3 separate regions of the Mus musculus genome follow, and regions 1 and 2 are each linked to region 3. The links are chromatin contacts, called in public Hi-C maps. All regions are on one chromosome and are shown on one strand. Each heading gives the region's core, a stretch centred on a gene start, on an enhancer-like site or on the middle of the called end of the contact. The rest is flanking DNA. Distances are from core to core; before and after follow the strand shown. Region 1 has its middle 74 kb from the start of Gm32544. Region 2 has its middle 150 kb from the start of Gm46853. Region 3 has its middle 36 kb from the start of Alg2.

Region 1 (4,092 bases), core at 415-2,914, 280 kb before region 3:
CTAGACTGCTTCTGAGAACCTGATGTTAGACATGGCCTTCCTCTTGAGAAAATTATACCCACAGTGGGAATGCACAGAGCTTTGAATTAGGTTTCTGGGGCACCTGTGAGGTTGGGTACTTACAAGCTTATTAGGAAACTGTTTTCACTCAGTACTTCTCTCCCCTCTTCATGCTACAAACCATGCCCTGGGGCCTCCATGTGCTCAAGACAGTGGCTATACTTCCAGAGCAGGCATGGAGACTGCGTTCAGCATGAACCTTGGCTTTCACTCCTGGCTATCCATCCTTGGTCTGAGTTCTGCTCACTGGCCACAAGGACAGCCCAGAGGGTTAAGTGGCACTTGGCACTGACCTTCAGTACCTTCTTAGAGGGAAAAGTGAGCCAGGGAGATGGCTCAGTAGGTACAGTGCTTGCTATGCACACATGAGACCTAGGTAGGATTGTCTGCATGAATGTAAAAAAAAAAAAAAAGTCTGGGCATCGTGACATGCCTTTGTAATGGTAAGATCCCCGGATTCAGTGAGAGATCCTGTCTCAAAAAATAAGATGAAAGACAGCCATTGACCTCTGGTCTGTACCCAGGCCTGGAAAGATGCATTCACAAATTTCTGGTATGTGTATGTGTGTGATTTCTATGCATATGCAGGCACATTCATGCCACATGCATAGAGCTCACACATACACACATCAGAAATGGGTGGGGGTTAGAGAAAAGGAAAACCACATCTTTGAGCTTGAAGGAGGAAGATCTGCATGGGTGGGTAAGTGTGCCCCCTCCTGTTCACAACATGACCCCGATCAAGTGACCCTTCCATTCTAAGCCTTGTTTCTTTACTTATCAAAGGATAGCAATCCCACTTCCTTAGAGTACAAATCTTATGGACTAACAAATAAGAAAGGGCTATGTAAAGAAAAAAATGAGACACATATAAGGGCTGCTAATGATAATTAAAGCAACCAATACTGAGAATAATTTTGTATACAAGCTCCAGCAATTGCATTCAGTTCATCACCTTTACCCCTGTTTATATCCCACCACTCTATGAAGTTGCTCCCCGCTATTGTATCTAGCAGAAAAGGTGAGTTCAGAGTGGTCATGTCCCTTGCCTAAGGAGTAGAGCTAGGATCCATAAAGGACTGAATTGGAGCCACTGGGTTTTATGAGGTCAAAACTAAATGGTCATTCAGTCTTGCTGACTGCCTGTTACTGAGTCTTCTTAGAAAAATTCAGGTTGTTCACATATAGTATTGACTGGATACCCATTGCATGATGAGAAAACCAAGTCTTAGATAGACCTTGCCTAGGGGAGTGAAAAACAGAGTTGGACTTGGTAGCCACATGTCTGGGATCTTTTGTACTCCCAGACACTGTCTCTGGTACACAGCATGTGAGGACAGTGTTTTTCATGTTCTCAGATCCCCCACCTTTTCCCATGTCCTCACAGCCTAAACACCCCCAGGGTCTGCAGCCTGCTGGATCTCTGGCCTTCAGTATTTCTTGGCACCTCTTCAGCCTCACTACACTGGACTGCCGTATATCAGAACGGGTACCATCCTGATTAGACATCTACTGGCCAGATTTCTCATCTGTCAGCATGCCAGCTGATAGGCTCACAGGCACAAGCCTCCAGCCCTAGGGACTGTCTGGTCGGAGCATTGAGACGGCCTGCTCATGGCTGGCTGGCCCCGAAGCCCAGCCCGGAAGACTGCAGGGGAGGGCTGGGGGCATCGCCAGATGACAGAAAGGAGACAGTGAGTCTGCACAGAGAGGAGAGGAGCTCTCTCTCCAGCTCTGGTTTTATTTATGCATCATTCAGATCCCAATGACTTCCCAAAATAATTTGACGTTAGCTAATGGCTTAGGTTTGTCTAGTGTTTCAGTTTACAGAGCTTGGGGATTTAGTGGTGGGATTTGAATCATGGAAATGTCTCCGGAGGTGAATGGTATAGTTTCCATTTTACAGATGAAGAATACTGAGGGAAAGGCAGCAACCATCAGTAGGATTATCCTCCAAGGTGCTTTCTAGTGAAGAGCCCAGGAACTGGAAGAGGGAGTGGTTTCAAAGGAGGTAGGGTTATGAGAGTCTGGGGCCAGCATGGCAGTGGGGATATCTGGGCTGAGAAATGTCTACTTTTGCCCCTAGGCTTCCTGCCTGGGATTTGGAGCCCTCATAAGATTGCTCCAAATTTAACCAGGCTAGAGTGCATCTTTCCTGATGTCTGACAAGAAAAGGAGCCATAGGAGACACCCACAAGTCCCCAGGGACTGACCCTCATTTGGTGTCTTTAGCTCAGTGGAAATGTTGCATGCCCTTGGTGGTCTCTCCTGACCAGCATTATTTTCAATCATAACACTTGTTCCAATTGGCAAGCAAACCTTGTAAGTTACCAGCTTACATCCTTACACCTTGCAGACAGGGATATTAAGGTTGGAGCAACAACAGCACACGTTTCTCACAATACCCTAGCTCTGTGATGCTGTGTGTCTGAGTGCTGTTGCCAGGGCCCCCAGTCTGTGGTGCTTCCAGTTAGCCTTAGCCCCGCCCTTACAACTCTTCTGGATGTCAGTGGCCCAGCCCTACTCAGACTCACCTTGACTCAAGAAAATATGACAAGAAGGTTGCATACAAACCAGCCTGCTGCTGCAGACTCACCAAAAGGGGGTCCATCCCAGCCATTGCCAGGATCCCAACCTGATACAGCTAGATGCCATCAACCCGTTCCATCCTGGGAGCCAAACGATGAAATAGGCTTCGGCAAATCCAGAAGGCAGACATAAAATTTCTTCTCCAGGCCTTTCAAATGCCTTGGTATTTGAGTATTTGACATTTGAGTGAAGTATTTGAGTGAGATGGGTATGTAGATTCTACCTTAAACAATAGGCAGAATCCTTACACCGATGCCTCAAGAGCCTTTAAAAATGAATCTGTATGGTCTGCTGAGGTCTTCCTTTGCTCGTGGGGATGTAGGGATAAACCTCAGCTCAAATATCCTTCAGGCCTCTTAAGTCTGAGCAGCTTCAGGGAAGAATTAGGACTTATACACAGCACAGAGCCATTGCAAGCTTTCTTACACCTGTACCTGAAAACCAAAAGAAAACTTAAGCGAGATAGGGAATGTATCTTGCAAGCATACCACAAAATAGATTACTGTGGGCTTCATCCTCTTAATCCACCGACTTACTCCCAAGTATTTACAAAATACTGGAAAGAAAAAGGTGTTTCTATTGCTAGCAAATATATAGTGAGAACTACCTCTCTCTTTGAACACATAATTCATTTATTTTGTCTAATCAGAAAAAAAATGAGTCACTCCATATTGTTTAAAGTCTGCAAGTGTTTACTGGGCTGCGGGTCTAGCTCAGTTGGTAGAATGCTTTCCTAGCATGCATAAAACTCCAAGTCCCATTCCCAGCACTGCATAAACTGGATGTGGGGATGCACACCTGTAATCTAAGCAGGGAAGGGTGAAGACAGGAGGTGCAGGAGTTAAAGATAACTCTAGGTACATAGCAAATTACCCAGGCGAACCTGTCACACACACACACACACACACACACACACACACACACACACACACAGAGAGAGAGAGAGAGAGAGAGAGAGAGAGAGAGAGAGAGAGAGAGAAACAGAGAGAGAGAGAAAGAAAGAGAGACAGAGACAGACAGAGAGACAAAGACAGAGACAGAAACACAGAGAGAGAGTCTACAAGTATTTACTGAGTACTTTATTTCATATCCAACACTGTGTTGAGTTGGAGGGACAACTAGGAAGCTCCTGCCTCAATGGATGAAAGAGACATCATCCATAGTCCAGAGACATTAGAATGGCCTTGGGAAGAACACATGGATGGCTTCGACGGGTAGTCAAGCAGGCTTCCTGAAGAAGCCGAAGATGGAGCCTAGTTGGTGTGGAAGATGGTGAATTGAAATCATCATGTGTTAACAGTGAGTTCAAATCCCAGAAGCATGGGGTAGCTGGTGCCTGGGGGGTTGAGAATGACAGGACATTCCTGGGTGATAACCAGAAGCTCAGTGATGATGGGATTGTGTCCAATAGGCATCTACAGACACCAGGCAAGGGTTTATCTT
Region 2 (4,046 bases), core at 549-3,048, 360 kb before region 3:
AAAATGGGGAACTCCAGAAAATCAAATAACCCTATTAAAAAATGGGGAACAGAACTAAACAAAGAATTCTCACCTGAGGAATACTGATTGGCTGAGAAGCAACTAAAAAAATGTTCTTTTTAGTCACCAGGGAAATGCAAATCAAAACAACCCTGAGATTCCACCTCACACCAGTCAGAATGGCTAAGATAAAAAACTCAGGTGACAGGAGATGCTGGCAAGGATGTGGAGAAAGAGGAACACTCCTCCATTGCTAGTGGGAATGCAAGCTGGTACAAGCACTCTGGAAATCAGTTTGGCGGTTCCTCAGAAAATTGGACATAGTACTACTGGAAGATCTAGCAATACCACTCCTGGGCATATACCCAGAAGATGTTCCAACTTGTAATAAGGACACATTCTCCACTATGTTCATAGCAGCCTTATTTATAATAGCCAGAAGCTGAAAAGAACCCAGATGTCCCTCAACATAGGAATGGATACAGAAAATGTGGTTCATTTACACAATGGAGTACTACTCAGCTATTAAAAATAATGAATTCATGAAATTTTTAGACAAATGGATGGTTCTGGAGGACATCATCCTGAGTGAGGTAACCCAATCACAAAAGAGCACATGTGATATACACTCACTCATAAGTGGATATTAGCCCAGAAGCTCAGAATACCCAAGATACAATTTGCAAAACATGAAACTCAAGAAGAAGGAAGGCCAAAGTGTGGATACTTCGATCCTTCTTAGAATGGGAACAAAATACCCATGGAAGGAGTTACAGAGACGGAAGGAATGACTATCCAGAGACTGCCCCACCCGGGGATTCATCCCAGAAACAACCACCAAACCCAGACACTATTGTGGATGCCAAGAAGAGCCTGCTGCTAAGAGCCTGATAAAGCTGTCTCCAGACAGGCTCTGCCATTGCCTGACAAATACAAAAGTGGATGCTCACAGCCATCCATTGGACAGAACACAGGGTCCCCAATGAAGGAGCTAGAAAAAGTACCCAAGGAGCTGAAAGGGTGTGCAGCCCCATAGGATGAATAATAATATGAACTAACCAGTATCCCCAGAGCTCCCTAGGACTAAACTACCAATCAAAGAAAACACATGGTGGAACTCATGACTCTAACTGCATATGTAGCAGAGGAAGACCTGCTACATCAATGGGAGGAGAGGCCCTTGGTCCTGAGAAGGTTCTATGCCCCAGTATAGGAGAATGCCAGGGCCAGGAAGTGGGAGTGGGTGGGTTGGTGAGCAGGGGGAGGTGGAAAGGGATAGGGGATTTTCAGAGGGGAAACTAGGAAGAGGGATAAACGTTTGAAATGTAAATAAAGGAAATATCTAATAAAAGTATAAAAAGAGAGAAAATAGAAAAAAACCTCCTCTAAAGCTGAATAATACAAATAATACATAAACATTCTCTCTCTCTCTCTCTCTCTCTCTCTCTCTCTCTCTCTCTCTCTCTCTCTCTCTCTCTCTTTATCCATGTGTATAGGCACTTGCACATATATATATAGAATCTCTGCCTCTCAAGTACTGAGGTTGAGACCTCCGTATTTATGCTTGTCTGGCAAGCATATTGTCAACTGAGTTATTACCCCAGCCTAATTTACCCATTTTTAAAATTGAGTATTTTATTTCCTTATTACTGAGTTATATGAGTTCTTTTGGGACTCTCTGGGTAGTAAGCCCCCTTCAGATTTAGTGGTTCCCAAACACACTCTCATAACTGGTATGCGCCTTTGCGTTTTGACCATCACTTCCTTCTGCCTTTGTTTTTTAGCTCTCTGTGGTTCTACATACTTACTTTCACTTTTGTTTCTCTGAGTTTTGGTGAGATGCTGAATAAAGACTGGCAAGACCAATATCAGTGAGGTTTCCTCTAGGTGTTTCATACTTCCATATCTTAGGTTAGTTCTTAACCCGTTCTGAGTTGTTTTTTGTGTGAGATAGGGATCCGGATTTATTTTATTTTATTTTCGCACATAGGTATAGTTTTCCAACATCATTTGTTGTACACTAACCTTTACCTGTTGTGTCTTCTTGGGGACCTTGTCTGACATCAGCTGACTGCATAGACTTGAGTTTATGTCTAGGTTGTCTGCTCCGTTAGTTTGTCTGTTTCTATGCCAGGCTCACACTGTGCTGACTGAGGAGTGTAGCTTGGGGAGAGAATTTTAGATTGGGAACTATGATTGTTCCAGGTCACTCAGGTTCATAAACTTTTAGATTTTTTTCTATTTCTGTGAAAAGTGACATTGGGGTTTTGGTAGAGGTTGTATTGAGACTATGTTGCTTTGAACAGTTTGGGTGTGTCAACAATTGCAGTGCTACAATCTTCACACAGGGATTATTTTCCCATTTGTTTGTGACCTCTTCAAATTCTTTCACCAATGTTTTAATATTTTTTCATTTATTGATCTTTTACCACATTGGTTAGAGTTTTTTCTTAAGAATTTTATTACTTTTGATGGTATTTTAAGTTGAGATGGCTTTTCTTGGTTTATTTTTCAGATATATCATTATTGGTGTAGAGAGGTACAACTGATTTATATATGTTGTTGGTTTTTTTATCATGCTACTTTATTGAGTTAATTTATTAGTGCCTGTGTGTGTAAGTGTATATGTGTGTGTATGTGTGTATGTGTGTATGTGTGTGTGTGTATGTGTGTGTGTGTTACATGGTCTGCATGGTTTTCTACCTGTAGAATGTTATCATCTAAGCATGAATATCTTTCTCTTTGTTCTTTGATTTGACTTATTTATTTATTTATTTATTTATTTATTTATTTATTTATTTTTGGCTTTCCGGTCTGAAAGCTCTTTTAAGTGTTTCAATTACCAGAACATAGGGGGAAAGCTCTCCATTTCCCTCACAGACCGTCAGCTGTAGGCTACTTGCAAAGGACCCCTGATATGTTGAGGACATTTTCTTCTGTATCTACATTATTAGGAATTTTAATTTTTAATTTTAATTTATTTTATGATTTCATGTGTATGAGTGTTTGCCTGTATGTATGTGTATGCAGCATGTGTGTGTGATGTGACATGCATACCTGGTACCCTTGGAGGCCAGAGAGGGCATTGGATCATCTGCATGGAGAGATGATTGTGAGCTACTATGTGGGTGCTTGGAATTGAACATGGATCCTCTGGAAGAGCAGCCAGTGCTCCTAACTGCTGAGCCATCTCTCCAGCCCTGAGACTTTCCAATCATGAAACGATGTTGAACTTTGTCAAATACTTTCTCTGTGACTACTGTGACTTTTGTCTTTGATTCCTTTAAAGTGAACTATCACATTGATTGATATCCATATGTTAAACCAACTTATGCCAAGGGTAACTCTCATTCAGTCATGGTAAGCAATTCTTTTGTTATGCTGTTGGGTTCAGCGTGACATTAGGGTCATGCTGTGTTTGTCTAGGTCAGAGGAGCACCTTTGGTTACTGGTTCTCATCTTTCTACTTTCCTTGAAAAGGAGTATGTTCAAAGCTATGCAAGCCAGCTTTTGTGTCAGGTCTGGAATCCAAATTCAGGTGTCAGGCATGGGGGGAAGCACTGTACCCCAGATCCATCTTCCCCAGCCCTGTTTGCTAGGTTTTTTGTTGTTGCTGTTGTTTTTGTTTTTGTTTTGTGACAGTTCTGAATATATAGTAATCAGAGATAGAGACCTATAGTTCTTTTGCGTGTGGTATCTTTGGTTTTGGCAGTAGGGTAATGTTTGTCTCATAAAATGAGTTTGGAAGTATTCCTTCTACTTCTATTTTTTGGAAGAGTTTATGAAGACATGGTATTAATTAATATTTGATGTTTTGTAGAATTATACCAGGAAGCAACTGGATGCCAAACAATATCTCCATCCTTCCATCTCACCTTCTCTTCCTCTTTTCTCTTCCCCCTCCCCACCCACCTACTCCCTTTTCTGTTCTTTGTCTTCCAAGACAGTGCCTCTGTGTGTTTAGGCTGACTTGGAACATGCAGCCCTCCTGCCCGGAACTCCCACACACGCTGGGACTCGGGCCTGTGTGATCACACTTGGCTTCT
Region 3 (4,595 bases), core at 1,213-3,712:
GAGAGCAAAGCTGAGAACAGCCCCCTGCCTGGGATAAGAAGGTGATGGGCGGCAGGCAGAAGGTAAGAGGCTCTCTTAAGCAAAGTGACTAGCCAGACCAGTACACCGAGCAAAATGACTAGCCAGGCCAGTACACAGAGAGAGATTTGGTCTAGAGAGGGAGGCCACAGTTGGGCCCAGGATGGACCTCAGATCTATCCACAAAGAGCTCTGCCCTAGGAGATTTAGCTTGAACAGGTTGCGGCATGTGCAGAGCCCATGAGGTTGTCAACTCTCTAGCGCTGTGGCAGACAAGCCCAGATAACCAACTTTATTTTAGCTCCGGTGTGGAGGTTCTAGCTCATCCCTTAGGCCTGTGACAAGCAGCAGCGCATCACAGCGGGAACACACGATGCTACAAAACCACCTCCTCATGGGCAGGAAGCAAAGGGACAAGTTGCAGAGCTTGGTGACCTGCAGATCTCTCGTTCGGCCCTGCCCTCCTAAAGGTTCCCCCATCTCCCAACAGCACCACACCAGGAACCAAGCTTTTAACACACAGGCCTTTGGGGTGCATTCAAAATTGAAATCACAGCAGTCCAGCTGCATAGAGGCTAATGGTAGGTTTAGGGCGTGGGATGGGAGGCATGGTTCAGTAAAACTACTAGATAAAAGAGGATTTGATGTAGTCAGAATTTTCTGAGTGTTCCTTTCTGGTTCTGTGCTTGAATCCATTCCATCCTAGTAGCAGAGGCAGAGTGACACCTGGTAAAATGTCTTGCACATAACCAGGGCTCCTGGAAAACATGGGGGAAGGAACCATGAATTCTGCTGCTTGGGAGGAGGCTCAGTACGTCTAAGCAAGGTGACACTAGGCATAGCATTACATTGTCCTGTGACTTGGGGAAGTCTCAGATTGCTGTCCCTTCTATTCCTCCCTAGATTACCAAGAGGGTCACTTCTCAGTGCCCAGTTCTAACTACAAATTGAAGCTGATAATGTGACCCCATGTCTCAAGATAGCTATGAAGGCGATTACAGCCTTGTGAGTGTACAGCACATAACCAAGAGCCAGGCACAGGCTTTGAAGCCAGTACATGCAGCTCTAAGGGCCTGGATGCCTGCTGTCAAGCTTTGTCAACAGGCAAAACGCAACTGTGATGCCTCCAAGGAGAATGTGGCAGGAACCCACCTCCCTTTAGAAAGTCACCTGGGGCAGGTTGCTAATGTCAGAATTGTGGGGGTAGCGGAGGCGACTCCACCTTGAGTCGCAGCAGCAAAGGAAGCAGGGGGAGGGGAGGATCCTGGGTAGAGTAGGGAGAGGACCACAGGTCCACAAGGGAGAGAACGGGTGAGCCACAGGCACAACAGAAACAGCTTCACTCTCCAACCTATTGCTGCTTCTTGGACTCCACACTTAAGGATGGGGACAACTGGTGGAATCGATTTATAGACATGTTGATTTACAGATAAACACATGGCGCTTCTTGGCTTGGTTTGTTTTAGAGAAGAAAGACGACTCTGAGAACATAGCTCAATGGTAGAGTAATTACTGAGCATGTGCAAGGCCCTGGTTTCTATCTCCAGCCCTGGAGAGACAGAGACGTGTGTGTGTGTGTGTGTGTGTGTGTGTGTGTGTGTGTGTGTGTGTGTGTGTGCGTGCGTGTGTCTGAGAGAGACAGAGAACACAGAGATATTCTGAATATGATTCTGTTCATCTATATTAAATAAGAGGCTTAAATGTGTGGTTAATGAGACATAGTAAGAGAAAATAAAGACATGAGAAATTGCATGCACTCTATGTCCCTAGAGAACTTCCTTGTCACGATGCTTAGCTGCTCCTCACTTCATCTGCCTCACGTTAGCCTCAGGATCACCGGGTGGGGTCCCACAGCAAGCGATACCATCACATTTCATCATGAAGGCCCAAAGGCTGAGAGCATCAGACCAGGCATCTGAATCCAGTTCTGTCTGCCTAAACCAAGCATCCTCGCACCAAACAAGATATTCCTACACGTTAAAGGCTTGAAAAGCTCTGGAGGTAGAGGAAGGTCTCACCATCCCTCCCTGATCGCCTTCCAAACGCCAGGCGAGAGGGTTGTAGGGTTGAGCTGGCTCTGGGAACCAACGATGTATGTGCAGCTTTCGCCCCCTGGTGGCTGATATGCGAAGTGCTCGACAGTGGAAGAACAAAGGCTGCTAGCGTCCTTCCCTACCGCCCCCCCCCCAACCCCCGCCCCGGAATGGGGGTTGGGGTCCTGGACTTGGCTCTAGCGGCACGATAGACTAATGAGCTGTACATCTGCTCAGGAGGCAGCTGTTGAGTGCCTGACGGAAGGGTCGAGCCTGAAGGAATGAAATGAAAATTTGATTTATGTCGCTTGTTTTGGCAAGCTTTTGGGAAATGACCAGCCAGCAGCGCTGCCCCAGCACTCATGAGGGGTGAAGGGTGAGCGAGTGTCTCCTTGTCGCTCCACCTCACCCTTCAGCTGTCAACGAAGTCGTCCGTGGGGAACTGACTCTTATGCCCCTCCTCCAGGCAGCTGGCTTGTCCCGCCTTTGCTGGAGATGGGGGCGGGGGGCCTTCTGGTTCATCTCTGCTCTGTCTGAAGGGGGCGGGGGGTGCAGCTTCTTATACTTGTTTGAACATACATGTAAGTGTCCTCAGCTCTAGGCATCTGCCAGCTCCAAGCATTCAAAGGGGTCAAAGGGTGTGTCAGCTGAGAGGATGGCCACGCCCGCTATATTTTCAGAGCAGCGGCAATCTCCATGAGGATCGGGCTCCTTTGAGAAAGGTGGCTCCTTAACGCCAGGTCTCCTGGCACTGTGTGGCAGGTGTATGAATGAGGCCACAGGGAAGCTGGGCACCGTGCTCCAGAGCTTGCTTCTCTGCCTGCCTGTCCAATGTTCCCCTCTCCCAGGAGTATTATGGGAAACACCAGTCCAGCGTGTCTTCTCTAGGGCTGGGCTTCCAAGAGAATCAGCCCCGGGGAAGCTCCCTGCTCGTACAGCCTGCCGGAGTGGGAACACTGCCATCCTCCCTCCCTCTGCCCTGCCCCTTAGGGTGCTTCACATATACTTTCTCTGTATTTCATACTACCTTATTGAAAAGGGGAGACATATGTCTCCTGAGAGGCTTTACCTAGGAGCAGATGGAAGCAGACACAAGCATCAGGTGGCCTGTGGGGAGTCCTGTGGAAGAGTAGGGGATAGGATTAAGCCAGCCGGAGTGGTCAAAGACACCACAACTAACCTGGGCCTGTGGGGGTTCACAGAGACCGAACCACTAACCAGTGGGCTGGACCTAGATTCCCTATACACTTGTAGCAGATGTGCAGCTTGGTTTTCATGTGGGTCCCCTAACAACTGAGCTGTCTGACCCTGTGGCTGCCATTGGATCCCCTTCCTCTACTTGGACTGCCTGGTTGGTCCTCAGGAAAAGGGGTGTGTAGTCCATCTAGGACTGGATGTCTCAGGGTGGGGTGGTACCCCAGGGGGCTTTACTTTCTCTAAGGAGAAGATGAGGGAGTAATGGGGGAGAGGGATTTGTAAGGGTGAGACTGGGGGGAGTGGAGGAAGGGGGTTGATCAGGATGCAAAGTGAATAAATAAATTAATAAGAAAGAGAGATTAAAGTGAGTGGCACAGTTGCTTTCTGGCCTTCATGAGGAAAACCTGGGAAGTGAGCTTTGTCTGTCATGTGTGCTTCGCAAAAGCCAAGCTCCTGTCTATGAAAACCACTTAGGAGGTAGGAGATACCTGAGACCAACTTGGAACTCTCAGCTGTCCCCCTGCCTCAGTCTCCCCAGTGCTGGGATTACAGGTGTGAGTCACCACCCCTGGCGGAAGCATGCTTTTCTGCACATGTCCTTCCCATAGACTCCCTCTCCCTGAGGTCATCAAACCATTTATGAGAGGGAAAATGACACGACCTCAGGTTATATTTCCCCTTGAGTGTTTATATTGAATGAGTGAACTAATTAATAACTAGGATTTCTGCATAGATTCGTAATAGGGAAGCAACAATCCACCACTGAAATGTGCATGACGGTGGGGAGCCACTGTCCAGGCAGAGCTGGTGACGCGTGAGGGACTCATACATCCCCAGAGACCCGGAAGACCTTCGTGCCAAACCGGGACCATTTACTATTTCCATTAATGGCTTGAAGGATGGAAGGGAGCCTCAGCTAATCACATTTCTGCAAGCGCTGAAGCTGGAAGGGATCTTTGCCACTTCGGAGGCCCAGATTAAAATGGGATCGAGGCTTGACGAATTGCAGAGATGGCCCTAAATCAATAAACAGAGCAGCAATAAAGATAAATGCCAGCTGTGTGAACGGGGCTGGAGAAATGATCGGCGAGCGAGCGGCGGGGAGAGAAATGAGTTTTGAGGGGCCCAGGAGGAAGAGCCTGGTTGGGAATTGATCGAGCCATCGTGGTGTTGGTAAGGTGGAGGCTGGGTTCTGCCACCCAGTGGACCCCAAACTTTAGAGAGGCGGAAAGCGACTCTGAGAGCTTAGCAAAATGTTTAAGTCAGAGCTTGGCCTGAGAGGGTGACTCAGCGATTCTGGATCCACGAGGAGAAGATTCCGGCGTAGGTGGACCATACACGATGCTT

What was found. A called contact is a pair of places that touch in the nucleus more often than the background predicts.
Region 1: a contact with region 3 is called in a Hi-C map of the N1E-115 cell line, with 9 times the contacts expected there. The contact joins two enhancer-like sites. A contact is called at or near these places in 2 of 484 Hi-C or Micro-C datasets (the Ba/F3 cell line and the N1E-115 cell line), 1 of 115 datasets of contacts at active chromatin or transcription factors (embryonic stem cells) and 1 of 9 other capture datasets (embryonic stem cells).
Region 2: a contact with region 3 is called in a Hi-C map of double positive thymocytes, with 8 times the contacts expected there. The contact joins two enhancer-like sites. A contact is called at or near these places in 3 of 484 Hi-C or Micro-C datasets (double positive thymocytes, embryonic fibroblasts and nephron progenitors), 1 of 115 datasets of contacts at active chromatin or transcription factors (embryonic stem cells) and 1 of 9 other capture datasets (embryonic stem cells).

What each region holds. Positions count from the first base shown.
Region 1 is chr4:47,711,138-47,715,229 of GRCm38.p6, reverse strand. No RefSeq gene overlaps it. Among named protein-coding and RNA genes, the nearest start is that of Gm32544, 74 kb to the right of the region's middle. Within about 2 kb of position 1,664, at least 6 of the 459 cell types and tissues checked have an H3K27ac peak or open chromatin away from gene starts, as enhancers often do. A contact at or near this core is called in the N1E-115 cell line, where this site is marked.
Region 2 is chr4:47,797,118-47,801,163 of GRCm38.p6, reverse strand. No RefSeq gene overlaps it. Among named protein-coding and RNA genes, the nearest start is that of Gm46853, 150 kb to the left of the region's middle. Within about 2 kb of position 1,798, at least 36 of the 459 cell types and tissues checked have an H3K27ac peak or open chromatin away from gene starts, as enhancers often do. A contact at or near this core is called in double positive thymocytes, where this site is marked.
Region 3 is chr4:47,435,723-47,440,317 of GRCm38.p6, reverse strand. No RefSeq gene overlaps it. Among named protein-coding and RNA genes, the nearest start is that of Alg2, 36 kb to the left of the region's middle. Within about 2 kb of position 2,462, at least 180 of the 459 cell types and tissues checked have an H3K27ac peak or open chromatin away from gene starts, as enhancers often do. A contact at or near this core is called in the N1E-115 cell line and double positive thymocytes, where this site is marked.